3 separate regions of the Sus scrofa genome follow, and all the other regions are linked to region 1. Evidence: chromatin contacts called from public Hi-C and HiChIP or PLAC-seq data. All regions are on one chromosome and are shown on one strand. Each heading gives the region's core, a stretch centred on a gene start, on an enhancer-like site or on the middle of the called end of the contact. The rest is flanking DNA. Distances are from core to core; before and after follow the strand shown. Region 1 holds the start of PFAS (phosphoribosylformylglycinamidine synthase). Region 2 holds the start of ODF4 (outer dense fiber of sperm tails 4). Region 3 holds the start of ARHGEF15 (rho guanine nucleotide exchange factor 15).

What was found. Hi-C and Micro-C count contacts between places; a contact is called where the count stands out from the background. HiChIP or PLAC-seq counts read pairs in DNA pulled down with a chosen protein or histone mark.
Region 2: a contact with region 1 is called in an H3K27ac HiChIP or PLAC-seq map of alveolar macrophages. The contact joins the promoter of ODF4 here to the promoter of PFAS in region 1. A contact is called at or near these places in 3 of 47 Hi-C or Micro-C datasets (blood, embryonic fibroblasts and liver) and 1 of 2 datasets of contacts at active chromatin or transcription factors (alveolar macrophages).
Region 3: a contact with region 1 is called in a Hi-C map of alveolar macrophages, with 3 times the contacts expected there. The contact joins the promoter of ARHGEF15 here to the promoter of PFAS in region 1. A contact is called at or near these places in 1 of 5 promoter capture datasets (liver), 22 of 47 Hi-C or Micro-C datasets (alveolar macrophages, blood, embryonic fibroblasts and 12 more) and 2 of 2 datasets of contacts at active chromatin or transcription factors (alveolar macrophages and skeletal muscle).

What each region holds. Positions count from the first base shown.
Region 1 is chr12:53,456,513-53,460,566 of Sscrofa11.1, reverse strand. PFAS (phosphoribosylformylglycinamidine synthase) reads right to left here and starts at 2,166. Exons shown (of 33, transcript XM_003358276.4): 1 at 2,102-2,166. The coding sequence starts at 2,161.
Region 2 is chr12:53,515,730-53,519,783 of Sscrofa11.1, reverse strand. It overlaps ODF4 (outer dense fiber of sperm tails 4), which reads right to left and starts at 1,901. Exons shown (of 5, transcript NM_001202461.1): 1 at 1,826-1,901; 2 at 1,299-1,346.
Region 3 is chr12:53,493,571-53,497,624 of Sscrofa11.1, reverse strand. ARHGEF15 (rho guanine nucleotide exchange factor 15) reads right to left here and starts at 2,216. Exons shown (of 21, transcript XM_013990062.2): 1 at 2,077-2,216; 2 at 1,537-1,572. SLC25A35 (solute carrier family 25 member 35) reads left to right here and starts at 1,653. Exons shown (of 6, transcript NM_001243357.1): 1 at 1,653-1,763. The coding sequence starts at 1,732.

The DNA of each region.
Region 1 (4,054 bases), core at 917-3,416:
TTGGTGTGGTGACACGGCTCTCCTGATATTCCTCTACCTTCTGGTTGCTCCTTCTCAATCACCCACGGTGGCTCTACCCACTCTTGGGCTCCACCTCTAAACGATGAGTACCCAAGGCCCTGCCCTTTGTTCTCTTCCCTCTTAATGCTCTTCCTAAGCAATTTCATCCAGACCTGTGGCTTTAAATACCATCTATTAGACTGTACCAACGAAACTGCCAGCATGCAGCAGTTTGACCAAAAATAGCAATTTCATGATTCAAGTTAATAATCTGCCCCCAGATTCCAAAACTTTATTCAACTCTGATTCTCCCTGAACTCCAACCTAGTCCATTCAAATGCTTAAGTGACATTGCCACATAGATGACTTATAATCACAGAGGATAGCCTGTTTGGGCCAAAATAAGACATTTTGATTTCTCGTTTCTTCAGACCTGCTGTTCCCCCGTCTTGCCCACCTCAGCTAACACCACCACCACCCAAAACCACAGCAGTCAACCTTAATTCTTCTTTCCCTGAGCCCTCTCTATGCCCAATCCACCAGAGAACCTATTTCCAAACATATCCCAAATCTGTCCATGTCCTTTCCTCTCCGCTACCATCACTGTAGTTCAAGCCAGTATCAGTACTCACTTGGACTAATGCACCAGTAGCCCTCCTGACCAGTACCCCTGATTCTATTCCACTTGCCACAAGTTAGCATAAATGAGATCATAGCTTCTTATCACACCTGATGTAACATTTCAATTCAGTAACCTGTCATGTGATCTGGCCATTGCCTACCTCTCCGACCCAATCTCACGGCCCATCCTTCTCAGTCACAAAGCACCAACCACCCTGGCTTCTTTTCTATCATTCTGATTTGCCAAGCTCATTCCAAAAGGTATTTTTCTCACCCTGATATTTCCATGGCTACCTTTTGCTTGTTATTTAGATTTCAGGTACGTTCACCTTCTTGAAGAGAACTTCCTTGACTAAACACTCTATAGTGGCCACTATGACATGGCCTTATATTAATTTCCCAAACAGTATTTAAATTACTATCTGACATTTTATTGTTAGCTTTATTTTCCCCACTAGAACAGAATCTCCAAGTGGGCAGGAACCATGCTGTTTTTGGGTTACCAAGGCTCAGAACAATACCGGGGGCTGAAAAACCAAAAAATCTAAAACTTGTTGACTGACAAGTTTCAGGCCAAGCCTCATCTCAGCAACGGTGCTCCTGCCAGATCTTGATTTCCCTCTCAGCGGTCACCATCCCATGCTTATCACCCTTTTAAAAGTTAGGCGCCTCGCAGTTGTCCTCCATACCATAATTCCTTCACAGGAATTATTACATTCCAAAATCATTTTGTTTATTTATTTATTTTTGTCTTTTTAGAGCCGCACCCGCGGCATATGGAGGTTCCCAGTCTAGGGGTCTAATCAGAGCTATAGCTGCTGGCCTACACCACAGCTCAAGGCAACACCGGATCCTTAACTCACTGAGAGAGGCCAGGAATGGAACCCGCTACCTTGTGGTTCCCAGTCGGATTCGTTTCCGCAGTACTACGACGGGAACTCCCTCATTTTGTTCATTAAACCAGTCAATTTTCGTTTATCATTCCCAGTGGCATAGAAGCTCCAAGAGCACAATGACAGGATCTACATCAGGGCTGTCTCCCCAACTACTAGCATGGTGCCTTACACAGAATAGGCGGGCGACAGATCCCCCCCACCCTGGAAAGTTCCCGGGCAAGGGATCGAACCCGCCCAACAGCAGCGACCCAAGCCACTGCAGACAACGCCGGATTCTTAACTCGCTGAGTCACACGGGAACTCCAGCCAACAGACACACTTTGAATACAGGAAACGGGATGAGAAGCACTTTTAGTGTCCAGGACTCAAATGATTAGAGGACGGTTAAGTTTATGTGGGGTCTCCCCTGCCCGACGTCCAACAAACGCGAAAGGACACATGCACTACGGAAGGCACGCAGGTCCCCGCTGGGCGCAGCTCTGCCTGGTGGGGATCCTGCAGCGGCCGGGTTGAGGCTTGGGGTGGATGGCTACAGAGTGCAGCATGCAAGGGCATTCGGGTGAGCGCGCGCAAGCCATACGCACGTGGCAACAGCTCTCGCAGTCCCTGAGCTCCTCGAATCCTGGCGCGCTGGGCAACGTCATCAGCGTGCGCCGTGGGAAGAGGCGGAGGTTAAGGACATCCCTCCCCTTCCTACCGGCCAGTGGCGAGGCTGCTTCCCTGCTCCCACCTCGGCCTTTAGAGAACGTGGGATTATCCCACAGATCTGTTCCTTGTGCCCGCTTCACTTGTCCGGTGCAAACTGTGAAGGAGACATACTTTAAATGCAGGAAACGGCATGAGAAGCACTTTTAGTGTCCAGAACTCAGTTTCCCTCCCGCTGCTGCCTTGGCTTTCTTGTACTTTTGTCTTTTCTGAATGAACTCATTTATTTAACTCTTAGCTTTTTTTTTTTTTTTTTTTTTTTTTTTGCTTCGTAGGGCCAGGGGTGCGGCATATGGAGGTTCCAGGCTAGGGGTCGAATCAGAGCTACAGCTGCTGGCCTACACCACAGCCACAGCAACACGGGATTCTATCCGCGTCTATGACCTACACAACAGCTCACAGCAACAACAGATCCTTAACTCATTGAGTGGGGCTAGGGATCGAATCTGCCATCTCAAGGTTCCTAGCCGGATTCCTTTCCGCTGAGCCACTATGGGAACTCTAGCATATATTCTTAACCTCCATGTTCTGGCTGGTTACAGTAACAGTAATAATGAGCAAAGTATTTATTGAACGCCCATTAAGACACTTCACCTGTTCTCAGTTGATCGTCACAAAAACCCCATTTTACAGATGTGGAAGCTGAGGCTCAATGCAATGACTCCTTAGTTTTTTAACTCAAAAACTTAGAACTTTATACCTACTGGGGTTTTGTGTGTTTTTTGCACACTTTTTTTTTTTTTCCAGTCTTTTTAGGGCTGCACACGAGGCACATGGAGGTTCCCAGGCTGGGGGTCGAATTGGAGCTGTAGCTGCTGGCCCACACCACAACCATAGCAACTCGGGATCCGAGTCTAGTCTGTGACCTACACCACAGCTCGCTGCAACACCGCATCCTTAACCCCCTGAGTGAGGCCAGGGATGGAACCTGAGTCCCCATGGATGCTAGTCAGGCTTGGTAACTGCCAAGCCAGGACAGGAATGCCCACACACTTTTTCAACCCATAGTATATACACGTTACTCAGGATCCTATCAGAACACAGGTGGAACACTCCAAGTTTAATCAATAAGAATGTAACTGCCCAGGTAAAGAGATATGGGCAGGTTTAAGGAAACCAGCAAAGTACGGTGGGCCAGTGGCAGCCTGGCAACAGCAAAAAGTGGTTGCCACCTTCAGGCCTGAAGGGACAAAGGGAGAAATGGTGTTGTCAGCTAGAAGAGAGATGGAGCCATGGAAGAAGGGCATTCAACAGACGAAGGAAGTCACTGCCATAAGCACAGTGTTGAGGGAGAAGCATACTGGGTTATCTCTCCTTCAGTACTGAGTCCCTGAACTAAATGTCTCCCACTAGCCAAACCTAATCAGAAGCCTGAAGGCAAGAAACCTGGAGTGAGTGGTGTGCCAGGGTGAGCAGAGGACCTAGCCCAGGGGTCTTTTTAAAGAATCAAGCAACAGAGACAGTCAGAGGAAAAAGTGAAAGTCTTTATCTTCACCCCCTCCCACATTCCAGTCCCCTCCCAGTTCCAGGGCCAACTCTAGGGTAAGAGACTTAAAGATGCAACATTTGATGGATTTAGGTGCCTCACTTGCCTCACCCTAACTCCAGCCCTGCCCGGGACATGACAGTTTTTACCTGTTTAGTAGGTAAAGAGTCCAGGCTGTACCCTCTGGCTCTCTTCTAACAGAGGCCACTTGTTGATTCTTGGAATCTGAGCATTCCAGGCTTCTTTCCCTTCTGACACTCCCTGGTTGCATCTCATGCCTGTCTTCCAGCTCCATCTGGGAGACTTAGTTGCACAGCTCTGACTGGTCCTGTCTCCTCCACATTCT
Region 2 (4,054 bases), core at 652-3,151, 59 kb before region 1:
AATGAGGGCTAAATAAACAGCCATTAGCACTGTAGGTGCTTCCATGAGTTTTTGAGCCAGACACACCTGAATTACTGTAAACCTGCCATTATTAGTTGGATCCCTATGAATCTGCAGGTGAGGAGTGGTCCTAAATTGGCCAATTAATAGCTGTATGACCCTGAGCGAGGTAATTCAGTTTTTTTATCTGCAATATAAGGATAATTATCTCTTGTTCTTAGGGTTAATAGAGGATTAAATTAAGCAAATAAAATAAGGTGCAAGAAATGACAGTTTTTATTGCCCCAAATTGACTGGAATAAGGATGGATTACTTTCAAAATAAAAGTAAATAATAGTTGTGCAATTTTTTTTTTTTTTTTTTTTTTTTGCTTTTTAGGGCCGCACCCGCAGCATATGGAGGTTCCCAGGCCAGGGGTCTAATGAGAGCTACAGCCACCGGCCTACACCACAGCCACAGCAACTGGGGATCCAGAGCTGTGTCTGTGACCTACACCACAGGTCACGGCAACGCCAGATCCTTAACCCACTGAGCGAGGCCAGGGATGGAACACAACCTCATGATTCCTAGTTGGATTTGTTAACCACTGAGCCACGACGCGAACTCCCATAGTCGTGTAACTTTTTAAAAAAAATGTTAACAGGGAAAGAAGTGGAATTGGGGGAGGTTAAAAGCTCTGGTTTTCCACAAGTGCTGAGAAAGGAGGGTCGGTCATTCCTTGGAGGTGAGGGGACAGCAGACAGGAAACTAACAAGAATAGGGAATGAAGTAGCTGCAAGAACCCTGGGAAGCAAGAAGCCAGGTAAACAGGCATGGAAACCCAGAGCTGGCCCAGAAAAGCAAAGCCTCGGGCAGCAGGGAAGACGTGCTGGCGGGCATGTGGGCCTGGGGGCGAGCCTGCTGAGGACCCCTCAAGCTCTGGGCGTGCGAGTCTAGAGGAAGGAACTCCCCACCTCCCTGGGGCTCTTCTCCCAGGATAACAGTGACCTATGGCATTAATGAGTGATTCACGTGCACCCACATTTCTGTCGGCACAGCCTTGGCTCAGCACTTCATCAAAATCAGTGATATTTTCCATTGTGTCAAGAGAATCAGTTTGGCCAGATGGGGAGGAAAAATGATCCTTGCGATCTCAGGACTAGAGGAACCATCTTACCTGCCAAACAAACAAACAAACAAACAAACCCAACGAAAAACATGGGAATGACCAGAGCGAGGGGCCCAAAATACCAGGGTGCAGGTGTCGAGGCCAAGGCAGGCTGGAGCCCTGGGGTGGCGTGGGAGAGTAAGGACCTCACCTTTCCCATTCTCGGCGTTGGCACAGCTCTTGGATTTGCAGATCTGCAGGAGCCCCAAGGACATGATATGAGCCGATGTGTAGATTTTGGTGGTAACGTTCGCGGGCCAGTGCTGGTGGAAGCGGCTTCTCGAGAGGTACAGCCATTTCTTAGAAAAGACCATGCCCAGCAGCAGGATGAAGGCGAGCAGGCTGAGCTCTGAGGCCAACACCTGCGCTACCCAGCGGGAGCTGTGTGTAATCTTCCACTGCAGAGGCAGCAGAGAGCTTCGGCAAGGCTCCAGCTGGTAGTCCACAGACACCTCCCTGCTACTGTCGGGGTTGGAGCCTCGGTTCTGGACCCCTTCACCGCGTCCCAGGCTCACCTCCATCCCTTCCCGCTTCCCAGCCCTCCCAGCCCTTTCCAGGTTCCTGTTGCTCATCGCTTTCTCCTTCTGACCCAGGGAGCTCATGCCTAATGTCCCCTGTCCCCATCTTCAGCACCCCCTGACCCCCTTCTATCCCCCACCCCATCACCCCTTCCCTTCATCTTTAAATATTTTCATCAGGCAGAGCAGTGGCCACCACAGGGCCTGGGATCTGGGAAAAACAGCCCATTCAGCAGCACAGGGCCCCTAACTGCCATGGAATATTCTTGGGAAGGCCGTCAAATGGGGGAGGGGGGCTGCAGCTCAGCTCCAACTCTATCTCTAAGCCATGCTCCTCGGATCCCAACTCAGAACTGTGGATCTGATGCCTCCCGTCGGCTAAGAGCAGTGGTCGCTGAGGGTCTCCTTTTCTCTTCCCGGGTCCTCTGCCCTCACCCTCCCACCAAGTGCTCACTGAGGAAGCAGGAGGAAGGAGGAGGAGCTTGTCCCCAGCAAGACAAGCTCCTGACAGGTGTCGTCAACCTTCTCGCTGCTTCCCCCATCTCTACTCACTGCGGGTCCCCAGTTGCCATTCCTTCCCTCTTTTTACCTTTTTCGCTTCTTTTTTTCTCAACACCAGAAGGGGGAGGACGGTAAGGAAGGGATGTGGGGGTGTCACACAGTCTGAGATTTTTCTAACCTCCCTTTGATCTCAGAAAATAAATCTGAGTCACCCACAGAGGCTTCCAGACCTCGGTTAGCCCTGGAGTTTTCATGAGGAGAGAGCCTTTCAAATTTGGAATGAGTCTGAATCCCATCGGAGCTGGTTCACTTTGTGAATACAATGAAACATGTGGTTAACAATACAGACTTCTTGGGAGTTCCTCTTGTGGCGCAGCAGAAACAAATCCAACTAGAAAACATGAGGTTTTGGTTTCAATACCTGGCCTCGCTCAGTGGGTTAAGGATCCAGTGTTGCTCCGAACTGTGGTGTAGGTCACAGACCTGGCTTGGATCTGGTGTTTCTGTGGTGCAGGCCAGTGGCTACAGCTCTGATTCGACCCCCAGCCTGGGAACCTCTGGATGCCTCGGGAGAAGCCCTAAGAGAAACAAACAAACAAAAAAAGAATACAGACTTTTGGGTCCAACAGGCAGAGGGATAAATAATAAGCCTTCCTCTAAATGCCTTATGAACCTGGAGGAATCATGTGGGTTCTTTTTTTTTTTTCCTGGCCACACCCATGCCAGCGATCAAAATCAGGCCACAGTAGTTCCTGTCATGGCTCAACAGTTAACAAACCCAACTAGTATCCATGAGGACACAGGTTCCGTCCCTGGCCTCACTCAGTGGGTTAAGGATCTGGCGTTGCTGTGAGCTGTGGTGTAGGTCCCAGATGCACCTCAGATCCTGTGTTGCTGTGGCTATGGTGTAGGCTGGCGGCTACAGCTCCGATTAGACCCCTAGCCTGCCGGGACCTCCATATGCTGCGGGTGGGGCCCAAAAATAAGACAAAAGATGAAAAAAAAAAAAAATACCAGGACGCAGCAGTGCTTTGAGCCACAGCAATGGCAATGCCAGATCTTCAACCTGCCTAACCACCAGGGCTTTCCTCATAGAACCCCTTCATGCCCAAGTTACTCTCTGTAACACAGGACAATAATACTTGTCTAGATTTGGTTTGAGTATTGAACGAGATAATGAGTGAAAAGCACGCTTTGGTCCCTTATACATTCCCAGAAAGTGGATATTATTGCTGTCATTTCAATTCTCTTGCATTCTTTCACTAGCAAACGGAAAAGGAACAAAAACAGTGTTTGGCAGGCATCCTTGCATATGAGTGGCTGCAAATGATGGAACAGAGCCAAAATTAGTTTAAGCAAAAGGGAAGTTAATTATGTATCATGAGGTCACAGTTGGACCTCAGAATGGTTGGCATCAGGAATCCGAATCTTTTTTTTTTTCTTTTTTTTTCTTTAAGGGCCACACCTGGGGCATTTGGAAGTTCCCAGGCTAGGGAATCAGAGCTACAGCTGCCAGCCTACACCACAGGATCTGAGCCACATCAAAGGACAACTCATGACAATGCCGGATCCTCAACCCACTGAGCAGACCCGGGATGGAACTCAAATCCTCATGGATACCAGTCAGGTTCTTAACCCACAGCCACAACAGGAATTCCAGAAATTCAAATCCTGTGAGGACTCTTCCTCTGTGTCTTAATCCTTTCAGGCTGCTATAACAAAATACCACAGACTGCACAGCTTATGAACAACAGAAATTTAGTTTTCATAGTTTTGGAGGCTGGAAGGCAATGATCACGGGGCTGTCATAGTCAGCATGGTCAAATGACAGCCCGACTCCAGATAGCAGAGTTCTTTCCATGTCCTTATGTGGAGCTAGGGAGCTCTG
Region 3 (4,054 bases), core at 967-3,466, 37 kb before region 1:
AGGAGTATCCGTCCCTGGCACAGAGGAAACGAATTCGACCAGGAAACATGAGGTTGCAGGTTCGATCCCTGACCTCGCTCAGTGGGGTAAGAATCTGGCATTCCCGCCAGCTGAGGGGTCGCAGACATGGCTCAGACCCCACGTTGCTGTGGCTGTGGTCTAGGTCAGCTGTAGCTCGGATTAGAACCCCCCAGCCTGGAAACCTCCATAGGCCGCAGGGGCAGTCTTTAAAAAGAAGCCAAAAGCTCTGGCCTATGCGGGCAGCCCGATTAGACCCCCTAGCCTGGGAATCTCCATATGCCCCGGGTGCAGCCATAGAAAAGACCCAAAAAAGAAAGGAAATGTTTGGTCTTCTCTCTTTCCCTCTCCCCCCTCCTTATTCCATTCCCCGAGGACTCTGGACTCTCCAGCCAGCCTCTCTTGGCCCCCCAGCCTCCATTTCTCTGTCTTTTGGCTTCTGGGGACATCGTCAGGCCAGAGGGGACAGTGAGGCTGGGGTGGGGGCACCTGAGACCCAGGTTGAGGGGTGGGGAGAACTGGATCAGTGAGGGAAATTGCCGGCGCCGGTATAGCCACCAAGTATCTGCCAGATGGATTGTGTTTGGTGTCCGTGGTGTGTGTTGTGGAGGTTTGTGTGTGTGGTTTAAGCATGAGCGGACACAGTGCGTTTCTGTGCTATGTGAGCAGAGTGTTGGATGCTGTGTTTCGGGAGTGTGTGTGTTGTGTGTGGGCATGCGGTGGCGGGGGAGTGGAGTACCGTGTGTGGCGCCTGCTGGGAGGTGAGACTGTGTGTGTTCTGTGCTGCGTGGGGCCTAAGTGCAGTGGCGCCTGGGCCATGAGGAATGCATCACTATTTCCCTGCTCCAGCGGGCCCTCCGCCCCCCATTTCCCAGTTCCTCTCTCCGGACTCTCCCTTTCCGGATTATTTTTAGTCTCCTTTTCCTGCCATGAAGATTCCTGGAGCCTCTGACCCCAAGAGACCAGGAGGCCCCGGGCTCGATCTCTCCTGCCCCAGCCTCACTGTCTGCCCCCCACCCCCCATCTGCTCACAGAGAGATGCCCCACTGGAAGCCTGGGTCCCGCCAGGGTGCTTAGAGGGTGGTCGGGAGACCAGACAGAAGGTGAGGACCCGTGTGGCCAAGACTCAGGGGCCTGGGCTTCACTTCCTGCTGTCTGGAAGACGCTACAATCCTGAGGAGGCTGCAGGGTCAGGGCTGGGGGACCCAGCACCCCCACACTCCCCTGTGGAGTCAGCAGGAGAGTCAGAGCCCTCCAGGCCCCAGACTGGTTCTTGAGAAATGATGCGGGGTGGGGGGTGGGGGCTGTAGACCGGGAGTCTGCAGCTCAATGGCCTCTGTGTTCGGGCAGGAAGCTCCTTAGGTGACCCGGGCAGCAGCCTTGCCAGCCGGCCAGCTCCTCCCCAGCCTTGCCCCGTGCAAGGATCCCTGCCCCCCTCAGGTACCTGCACTGATTTCCTTCCCCCATCCCCCACTCAGGCCTCCCGCGGGGACCCAGGTACTGGGCCCAAACACTCACCCTTGAGTCCTCTCCACTCTCAGTCACCTCCCAGGGCTGAGTGAGTAGGGGCAGGAAACAGGAATTGGATCCTCCTCCCAACCGGACACCCCCCCCCCAAACCACACCACACTCCACATGCGCACACTGGGGCTCTGGACGATGTGAAGGACCCCGAACGCCGGGTTTCCGAGGTTACCAGAGTCTGGGAAGAGGATGAAACTCAGGCGAGGAGAGTGGGCTGTTCTGTAGGTGCACTTTCCATCCTGGGGCTCACAGGGGCTGGGGAGGGGCCAGGGACCAGGGACGGGGTGCGGGCGGATGGGCTGGCCATGCCACAGGGCTGGGCTGGCAGTGGGGCAAGGGCTCTAGACACCTCTGCGTGGCTGAGGGATGGTGTGTGTGGGTCTGACCATCTCTCAGACACCTGGCATGACAGCCTGTCCCTTTAGCATCCAGCCTGTCCCCTGGTGTGAGCCAGCCCACTCTTTCACACCAAGGGACCCCTCCCACCCATGTTTGCCCCTCTCTAACTCTGCAGGAGCTCCCCCCTGAATTTACCTTTATCTTTTTGGAAGCAGTTGCTATTTTCAGTCTGGTCTGCCTGCCCTTTGGAGCAAGGAACGTGGGGCCAGGTCTCCGAGTCTCTGTCTTTCTGGGGCGGGAACTGAGGGCCCAGATTGAGATCTCTGCAGAGGAAGCCGGTTCCTCAGCCCCACCCGGCCATTGTGTCAGGCATGTGGTGGGGGTGTGTGGGGGGGGGTGCGCAGAAATGGGAGGTCAGGAGCACACCCCAGGTCAGGGATGCCATTTGCTGCCCGCCCCCCATTCTCAGCCCCTGTCTCCCTGGGTCCCCAGCCCGTGTCTCTCCCTGTGAGGCTTTGATTAGCCAGGAGTCAGTACCCCTGAGGGGTGGGGCTAGGCAGGGGCCCCTCTCATCTCTAATTTACTCTTTGGTTGAAGAGCTGAGTTCCCAGGACTCAAACAAACAACTGAGGGGGCGGAATGAGCCACACCCGAGTCTGGGAAGTAGGGTGGTGGGAAGACCCAAGGGCAGCTGTGAACAGGGGGCCTTTGCCCATGGCCAGGTGCCTGCTTTTGATAACATTTCACATGCCCCCCCACACACACACACACACTCCAAACAAGACACTAAGAAGAAAAGCCAGGAAACTGGAGTTAAAATATGTTTTAACACATTTTTCTTTCTTTTCCTTTTTCTTTTTTTTTTGGCCACACGGTGGCATGCGGAAGTTCCCTGGTGCCAGGGATCGAACTGGAGCCGCAACAGTGACAACGCTGAATCCTTAACCAACAGGCCACCAGGGAACTCCCCTAACCCAATTTTCTTTAGCGTAAAAGACAAGTCCTTTCAATGACCAGCAGTGCGCTTACACAATCTACCCTCCTCTCCACCCTTCCTCTCTGGCACATTGGTTGAATAAATAAGGGGTGAGTTCCCTGATGGCCTAAGGGTTAAGGATCTGGCATTGTCACTGCTATGGTGTGGGTTCCATCCCTGGCCCAAGAACATCCACATGCCACATCAACAGCGATGTTATTTTGATAGTATCTATCTAATAGCACCATTGATACAGGGTGATGAAATGGCAGTTACCTGTGAGATATTCCTCCCCAAACCCTAAATCCTCAGTCCAATCATAAGGAAAAAAACCCATTGGAGGGATATTCTACAAAATACCTAACCGGGACTCCTCAAAACTGTCAAGGTAGAGTTCCTGCTGTGGCACAACAGGATCGGCAGCCTTTCTAGAGTGCTGGGACGAAGGTTCGATCCCCACCGGACACAGCGGGTTAAAGATCCTACATTCCCCCAGCGGCTATGTAGGTGGCAACTGCAGATCTGATCTGATCCCTGGCCCAGAAACTGCCAGGTGCCCCCCCCAAAGGAAATCTGAATCAAATATAAACTATATTAATAATGTATTAATATTTGTTTATGAATTCTAACAATATATTAATGTAAGATAATAAGGGAAATTGGATGTGGGGTGTATAGGATACTCTCAGAGTATCTTTATAATTTTTCTGTGGATCTAAAACTGTTCTAAAAATTAAGATTACTGGAGTTCCCATCGTGGCACAGTGGTTAACAAATCTGACTAGGAATCATGACGTTGCGGGTTCGGTCCCTGCCCTTGCTCAGTGGGTTAACGATCCAGCGTTGCCGTGAGCTATGGTGTAGGTTGCAGACGTGTCTTGGATCCAGCGTTGCTGTGGCTCTGGGTAGGCCGGCAGCTACAGCTCCGATTTGACCCCTAGCCTGGGAAGCTCCATATGCCGTGGGAGTGGCCCAATAAATAGCAAAAGACACACACACATAAAAAAAAATTAAGATTACTTAAAAACAACAACAACAACAACCAGGAGTTCCCGTCTTGGCTCAGTGGTTAACAAATCCAACTAGGAAACATGAGATTGTGGGTTCGATCCCTGGCCTCGCTCAGTGGGTTAAGGATCTGGCGTTGCCACATGCTGTGGTGCAGGTTGCAGACACGGCTCAGATCTGGTGCTGGTG